3 separate regions of the Hordeum vulgare genome follow, and all the other regions are linked to region 2. A link is a contact called in public Hi-C data. All regions are on one chromosome and are shown on one strand. The core of a region is the stretch at or near the end of the contact, and the rest is flanking DNA. Distances in the headings are between cores, read along the strand shown. Region 1 overlaps LOC123425635 (insulin-degrading enzyme-like 1, peroxisomal). Region 2 holds the start of LOC123425638 (zinc finger AN1 and C2H2 domain-containing stress-associated protein 16-like). Region 3 holds the start of LOC123425636 (aquaporin PIP2-1).

The links. A called contact is a pair of places that touch in the nucleus more often than the background predicts.
Region 1: a contact with region 2 is called in a Hi-C map of leaf, with 3 times the contacts expected there. The contact joins the enhancer-like site here to the promoter of LOC123425638 in region 2. A contact is called at or near these places in 4 of 6 Hi-C or Micro-C datasets (leaf and seedling).
Region 3: a Hi-C map of leaf shows a contact between it and region 2, with 5 times the contacts expected there. The contact joins the promoter of LOC123425636 here to the promoter of LOC123425638 in region 2. A contact is called at or near these places in 6 of 6 Hi-C or Micro-C datasets (leaf, seedling and an unstated tissue) and 1 of 1 datasets of contacts at active chromatin or transcription factors (embryo).

Annotation. Positions count from the first base shown.
Region 1 is chr2H:155,692,250-155,694,949 of MorexV3_pseudomolecules_assembly, reverse strand. LOC123425635 (insulin-degrading enzyme-like 1, peroxisomal) reads right to left here. Exons shown (of 26, transcript XM_045109332.1): 26 at 322-720. The coding sequence ends at 469. Among protein-coding and RNA genes, the nearest start is that of LOC123425635, 28 kb to the right of the region's middle. Within about 2 kb of position 1,434, at least 3 of the 3 cell types and tissues checked have open chromatin away from gene starts, as enhancers often do. A contact at or near this core is called in leaf and seedling, where this site is marked.
Region 2 is chr2H:156,109,768-156,112,467 of MorexV3_pseudomolecules_assembly, reverse strand. It overlaps LOC123425638 (zinc finger AN1 and C2H2 domain-containing stress-associated protein 16-like), which reads left to right and starts at 1,330. Exons shown (of 2, transcript XM_045109335.1): 1 at 1,330-1,625. The coding sequence starts at 1,527.
Region 3 is chr2H:155,852,181-155,854,880 of MorexV3_pseudomolecules_assembly, reverse strand. It overlaps LOC123425636 (aquaporin PIP2-1), which reads right to left and starts at 1,301. Exons shown (of 3, transcript XM_045109333.1): 1 at 602-1,301. The coding sequence starts at 1,219.

The sequences.
Region 1 (2,700 bases), core at 185-2,684, 420 kb after region 2:
GTATTTGAAGATAAACTATTTGTCAAAAATTCAACTGTTTATTGCTGATTTTTTATGTGTTTGATTTTAATTGATTTTTTTATTTGAAGTGTCATGTGTTGTTTGTGTTGGGCACACATGCCGTTCTTCTGCAACTCCTACTAAAGCGGCTCGCGCCCACGGCGGTTGCGCGGCTGTTGGAGATGCTATCACATTACAACCGTAGCAGAGACTCTACTTCTGACTTGTACTCAGCTGGTTGCTAGCTACATCCTCTGATTCATGATATAAACAGGTTTAGAATGTATGCCAGTCGAACACTTTCAGGTCTAATCGTCGGTATAGAAACGAACATCAACATGTACAACTTCAAACTAATATGTATGGAATATATTCAGCCTAGCCAAAAGTGAGAACATTTGTCCCACACATTATTTTCTTTAGGAAAAATACAAGTTGAATGTAAATAAGACACGAAACAAAGTTGTCCTATAGCTTCATCTGACCAGCACCACCTTTGAATGAACCATATAAAGGTCTCGACCTCCTGAAGCTGAATATATCAGTTATTCGATGCGAATGCGGTGGTGGAACATCATGAACAATCTTTTCGTACTCAGAGGCATGGAGACCACCATAGATTTGTATGCTAAGGATCTTCTTTTCTGGTGCGCCGACCTTGACATAATTATCAAAGAACTCTATCAACTCTTCCTTCTTAAGCTCCCCCAGTGCAGCAACCTGCAATTGCAGAAATCCAAGCACTCAAAAACGACAACCCAAAACTGAAAACGACTGCCTTTTCCTCAAAAAGGAAAACAACACTCGCAAGCAAAACGCATTAAACAAAGGAAGAAGTCTACATGACCCCCTGAATGCTAAACCCAGGTAACCAGCCACCTAATGTTTGTAAAAACAGTTACAAATACCCTTATTCCACTATATTCTAGGTTGCTTCACAGGGTGGTTTTGCACGCATGGTGTGACAGGTGGGCACAACATGCTGTTCTCTCCTTTTGCTTGTTCAATTCTTCCTCACTGATACCGTGACACGGCAAGCAGCCACAGCCCATTGTTCAGATCCACGCAAAGACAAAGCTGTGCACATCGATGGAGCAGCTGCAACCCACCCCCAAAGCCAGCAGACCACCCAGTGACAGCAAAATCCCTAATCTGACAGCAGAAGGTGCGGATGATGGAGATTGAGTGTGGTGGGTGATCAGTAACTTGATTGCCCACTCTAGTTCCATGAGAAGGATCTGACTGCTTCACTTCCTGTCCAAAAAAGGCCATCTGCCTGTGCTGGCTAAAATGCTGGATGCAGCCGATCTCCCTATCTGCCCTTCTCTGGGCATACGGACTGCACGGTCATTTTTGCCTTACCTACCTTGTACCCAGGGGCGGATCCAGCCCAACGGGCCTCCCCCGGCCCCCTTTGTACACTGTACCATTTTGGGCCTCAAGATACAATATTTCGCTACAGTGTTACAAAGCCTGGGGCCTAGATCCGCCACTGCTTGTACCCGTGCTCATGCGGTCTTAAAGCTCCCTACACAATGTCACCTCCATGTCCCTTCATCTCTCATCTCTACGACCAGTGCGCCACACCATGTCTCTATGTATGCCACCTCCATGTCCCCTTCATCTCTCATCTCTACGACCAGTGCACCACACCACCTCCATGACCATTCTGACTCACATAGGGTCATTTCCGTTTTCACCATCATCAAAAACTTGCAAACCTGGGCAGGGCACTGAGGGAGGGAGGGAGTCGGTGGAGGGATGTAGATTAAGTAAACTACTCCCTCAGATCCAAAATAAGTGTCGTGGTTTTAGTTTGAAACCACGACACTTACTATTTTGGATCGGAAGGAGTAATTAAAAATAGGCAACTAAAATGACATGTGGTCCTCTCTCATGTCAGCTCAAAATCAATTTGAACTAAAACCACGTCATTTATTCTGGATCGGAGGGAGTAATTAAAAATTGGCAACTACAATGACATGTGGACCTCTCTCATGTCAGATCCAAATCAATCTGAACTAAAACCACAAACTTATTTTGGATCGGAGGGAGTAATTAAAAATAGGCAACTACAATGACACGTGGGCCTTGTTAGAATACTATATATATAGCCATGTAACCTCTCGTACTTCCCATTGTATAAGGGATTTTCTACATATCCACACCTGTACATGTATATATAATGGCCTATGGCCTCCTCAAAATACAAGCTGCATATTTCCTAACATGGTATTAGAGCCTTAGGGTTTTTTTTCGCACGCGCAACTCGTGCTCTCGATCCAATCCTCCGTCTACGTGGTCGCCACCTATCCTCTGTGAACGGCACCCCTCTCCGGTGTTCATCCTGTTACAGTATATGTGGATTGCACTAACCCTTTCCATCAGTTTGGACTATCAGTTTGGACTTTTGATTGTGTTGGCTAGTGCATAAAGCTTAACATGGTATCAGAGCTAAAGTCTTGAGTTCAAGTCCTGGCTTTCGTAATTTATTTAAAAAAATTGCTGGTAGTCCCCCTTTGTGTCCACGTAGAGACCTCTGACTTGTAGAGACCTCTGACTTGTCTTCCCCGTCACACGTGAGAAGAGGTGTTTCAATATATGTGGATTGCACTAACCCTTTCCATCAGTTCGGACTTTTTGTTGCATTGGCTAGTCGCCGGCTGCAGCTCCAACTCCCGCCCGAGCCGCTGGCTGCAG
Region 2 (2,700 bases), core at 81-2,580:
CACCCCAGCGTGAGACGGTCTGGACCCATCTTGTCCGTTTTGTGTCCGGGGCGACCCATTTCGAGCGCAAACTTGCGCGGGGTTTGGGTCGCGGGGGACATCAAACAGACGCGCGCTCGTCCGCGTCGGGGCCGCGTGGCAGGCGGCCACCTATCTTCCACCCACCCACATCAATGCGCATGAGCGCCCGGGCCCGCCTGTCATCCGCTCAGGGAACGGTCACGGTCCTTCCTAAATGGGGAAGCCGTGGACCGGTCGTCGTCCACATTTCTCATCACCACCCCGCAGCCTCCTCGAAACCCGACACCCAAACCCTAGCCTCCTCGAACTCGTCGGCCGCCCACCTCGCAGCCATGGGGCTGTGGAAGCACGACCGCAAGGGGAAGCACGACCGCGAGGCTGGCTCCTCGTCGGGACGTTGTCGCGGCTCCGTGAAGGAGGAGGCCGCATCGTCACCGCGGCGGGCCTCCGCGCCTGCTCCCTTCACCATCGACCCTAGGCCCGCCGGTCAGCGTGATCGGCAGTACCTCAACGCTGAGGTATGCCGGCGCTACTGGGAGACGAGGATGCCGGTCCTGTGGAGCGACGTCCGTCACCGGAGCGGGACGCCTCGCCACGGGAGGAGGTGCTACATGCTCCTGCCAGCTTCCAGCCCGCCCCCGCGCACCACGGACCGCCGACCCACCTCTGGACGCCGCTGGCCTACGTCGACCTCGTCAGCGACGACGATGACGACGACACCGACGGTCAGTGAAGACGGCGACGGCCACGACATCGACGTTTTTTTAATGTTAATTATGTCAAACTGGACCGTTTTGTGGTCGTGAAAAAATGGTCTTTTTTATGTTAATGTTATGTTTTAAGTTTTTTTAACTGCGTTTATTTACTTTTTAGTTAAGTTTTTCTATTTTTTTAATCACATTCAACACGGACATGATTTGAGGTGCGGCCGCGCGGTGGGCGCACGTATAACCCAACGGACAGAAGCAGACATAAACGAACCCATTGTCGTTCAAAACGAACAAAATCTGATCAAACCAGACGTGTGTTTGGAGTCGTGCGGTGGAGTTGACCTGGAGTCTGGAGTGTAAATAACACTGTAGCAAGCATGGACCGGGCCTTTGGCGAATCCTGGCTTCGCCACTGTCTACCGTTGACACTTTTCCCGTTACCGGCTCACCACCGACTCCACATTCCCCATCGTTGCAAACAACAACAACAACAATAAAAAAAAAACTCCACCTTCCCTCACAAAACAAAGCGCGTACCAACTAATACGGGCCCGCGGTCATACGAGTACCCGGCATAAACTGCAGACTAGTCCGAGGGCCTGGCCGAAAACACACCGTCAAAACGTTTTTGTAATCGATTTCGTGCCCCTTCCGCCGTTCCGCGTGCGTGCGTGCGAGCGACCTTCTCCCCCCCTTCCCTGCCGGTGGCAGCGACCGAGGCAGCCGTCGGAGCGGACGGGCGCGAGTCGGCGAGTTTGCTCGGATCTCCCGAAGGCCGCGCGGTTCCGACGGGCCATGGGCACGCCGGAGTTCCCTGACCTGGGGCGGCACTGCAGCGTCGGCGACTGCCACCTGATCGATTTCCTCCCCTTCACCTGCGACCGATGCGACTTCGTACGTTTCCGCCCCCCTGTCCCTCTGATTCGTTGACCGAATTTGACTATTGATTAGCGTGAAAGTTGGATCAATTGCGTTTAGAGCTTGGGCCGGTCTGAGTATTGCTCTGTGGATTGTGGAACGCGAGAATCGTTGCTTCTCTGCACACGCGCTTTCCTGAAACAGATCCTGGTAGTGGTAGTTTGGGCGGTTTTACTTATTGTGATCTGGCAGCCTACTAAGAAGTAAGAACTCACCTCAGGAGATGGTAAGGGGCTAAGGGAAACCGAATTATTCTGGTCAATGCCCCTTGGCCATTCATGTTGTTGCCTGGGCAGCAGGGAAGAGCCTTTCTTTCTCCAATTCCGGGCAATAGAGTATCAACGCCTGCCATCTTGAAGCAGTGCTTCTGCTGGCTTTGTTGCTGAAGTAGAGTTATTGTGTCACTGCTTAGTATTTCGTCAGTAGTGACATGATCTGCATGAACTTTTGGGGGATGCCAAAGAAATGCTTTGGTTGATTGAAACATTCATTTCAAGGCCGTTGTGCTAGATTATTAGTTTATGGACACATGTTTGTAGACTCGAACGTAAAACCTACTTGATCCTAAGTTCCTAACTGCCATTGTCATACACCAAAGTAGAAGCAACCTTTTGTAAAGCCTATTATTGAAGAAACAACAAGCAAACATGTGTACATGGTTTAAGTATAATATATGTATTTCATGAGAGCTAGCCTTTTTTAACATTAAGGAAATATTAGATTTTGAATAGTGTCCTGAGACCTGAAGCACACTACTTAATGCATTACATAATAAGAAGCAACTACTGGTGTACCAAGAAATGGTGGACTCTAACCAAACTAGAAACCGGGGGGGGGGGGGGGGGGGGGGGAAGCCTTAATCGGCTAGGAGTACCCGTTTTCACTTTTCAGTATGGCTGACAATGATGAAAGAACCTGTATTCATAACCGCAGCAGCACCCAAGTATTGTGTCAGTTTCACCCCCTGAAACCCCCCTTGATTCTCATCCCCAACATGCAGAAAAGAAGCCTTAATCGGCAAGGAGTATCTGTTTTCACTTTTCAGTATGGC
Region 3 (2,700 bases), core at 52-2,551, 260 kb after region 2:
CAGCGCTGTCGTGGACGAAATCGACCACGTGTTATCACACCCAAACAGCTCAGCTTACTGTTGGGGCCACATGGGCCAAGGACATGGATGGGACTTAACTGGAATATAGTAAACATACTTATTACAGTAGTAATTGTCTGGCCACGCGGAGGTGTACCACACCACTAGATTCATCAGGATCCTTCATTCTTCCGTCAATTGCAGTGCCAGTACAACTGCTACGATTCACATTTACGCCTACGGGGAGACTAATGTCACTGTTAAGGATAAACACTTTTTTAAAGCATCACGGCATCACTTATTTTTTTTCAAAAAGAAATACCTGACGTCCTTTTTGTTCATTCTAATGATATATAGGATAAAATCATAAAGGAGTACATCATTCTTCCCGTTTTGTTCATCTTAGGAGGATACGATATTCTTGCTTTTCCCCCTTTTTGTTCATATGGAGTATCATTCTGCTCGTTTGGACGATCTGTCCTCATGGCATGCTATCTTAAGCTAAGCTCTAAGAAAAAAAGCTTTACTTTTTTGCTCAAAACAGAAAACTTTACTTTCTCAAAAGAATTGTGTAGCCCGGAGCCGGAGGTATCATGCTTACCGGGACGTGAGAGTCGCGTGCGCTGCGCTTGGGGTCGGTGGCGGAGAAGACGGTGTAGACGAGCACGAAGGTGCCGATGATCTCCGCGGCGAGGCCGGTGCCCTTGGAGTATCCGGCGGCGAGCGTGTTGGCGCCGCCGCCGTACCTGACGAAGTAGGCGCTCTGGAAGGCCTTGACGAGGCCGACCCCGCACATGGCGCCGAGGCACTGCGCCACCATGTAGAGCAGCGCGCGGACCAGGGAGACCTTGCGCGCCAGGAAGAGGCCGAAGGTCACGGCCGGGTTGATGTGGCCCCCGGAGATGCCGGCGGTGCAGTAGACGAGGACGAAGATCATGCCGCCGAAGGCCCACGCGATGCCGAGCACGCCCACGCCGCCGCACGCCGCGTCGGCGGCGCTGTTCACCGCGGGGTCCGTCTGGTGCTTGTACCCGATGACCGTGGCCACGGTGATGTAGAGGAAGAGCAGCGTGGCGATGAACTCGGCGATGACGGCGCGGTACAGCGACCACGACGCCAGCTCCGCCGCGTCCACCAGCGGGGCCGGCGGCGGGTCCGTGTAGTCCTTGGCCGCGAAGTCGCCGCCGCCGCCGGTCTCCATCACCTCGTCCTTCGCCATCAGTGTGTGTGGTTTCTTCTCGCTGGAAAAAAATGGAGTTGGAGCTTGTGTGTGGTGGGGGAGTGACGGGAGGAAGGTGGTATTTATGGAGCGGGGGAGAAGAGGTAGGTAGTAAAATACAACGAGGCGAGGGTGTGTGGTGGACGAGGCTCCGCACCCTCTCGTGGTGTCCTTGATGGAACTGAAAACTGAACTATTTTCTTCGTCTGAATTTTATTTGTACGAGTAGGAGGACTATATAATTTGCTGATAAGACCAAATGGGGCTTGGCTTTTGTTTTTGTTGCTGCAGTGAAGTGAGGTGGATAAGCTATTGGGGCATGTGCTGCGACGCAGGTGCAAACGCCAGATTCCAGAATTCACGGATATCTCTTTCCTCGATTGGAAGTTTGGAGAACTTGCCGACTGAGCATTGTGACAAAATCTACATGATACGGTGTCTTTACTGCCATGATCCGGACCTATTTTCACCTTCACCACATCTTCGTGCCATTCGTTTTACAGTTTTACTGAGCATTCGTTTTACAGTTTTTCATTCGTGTCTTTACTGAGCATTCGTTTTACAGTTTTTCATAAAGGAAATTTACAGTACGGCAGACGAACAGCAGACGCACAGACAGAATTGATCCTATAAATATTATTAAACTTCCACTCACCTTTTTTAATTAGTAGTTCGTGCCATTTAAACACCATTAGAGTTCCATATAAACACAGTTCATACGAGCTTAATAAAACGGAAATTTTAAACATAGTTCATACCACGCGACATAAATATAATTCAAAAAACATACTTTTAACGTAAACTAGTTCATATTTATACTTAAACTACTTGCCACCGCAGTTCTACTCGCCGTCACCATCACCATCACGGACTTGCCAACGCCGAGGTGGTGCTCCATGAGAGAGTTGGAGAGCCCATACGTGAGGTGGTACTCGTTCAATGTGCAACATGTGCTGCCGCAACTTCGTCGATGGTGATGGCCGCCTTTTTCGCCTCGAACCAGACGCGCTCGACCGTCGGGAGGCGCTAGATGGCTGGATCGATGATCTCACTAAGGCAACGGGAATTGCTACACGCTCGCGTGCGTGCTATTTGCGCGATTGAAAGCACAATTTTTGTCTAAGGTGGTTTTGATAATTAATCATAACATATGTGTCATTATCCAAATATATTTTAGAAAAGTTCAAAGATGCATTGGCTAAGGATCGTGAGGAGAACGCGTGGCTACTAGGAAAGAAATAGGATTGGCCAAGCGACTCAGCATTTTATATTTGTGAAAAATCATATTTGAGTCCATAGAAAAGTCAATACTACTAAAAGGGTGAGGTATCTATGATGAATTGGTTGCTCATATGGTTAGAGATAGTTACCAAAAATACCCAGTCATTCTCCCACAAAAGTTCTCTCTCCAAAGACTAAACATCAAAATCGGTGCCACCAAGATTTTCCATTCGTCTCTAATGGTTTTCCACTAGACAGAA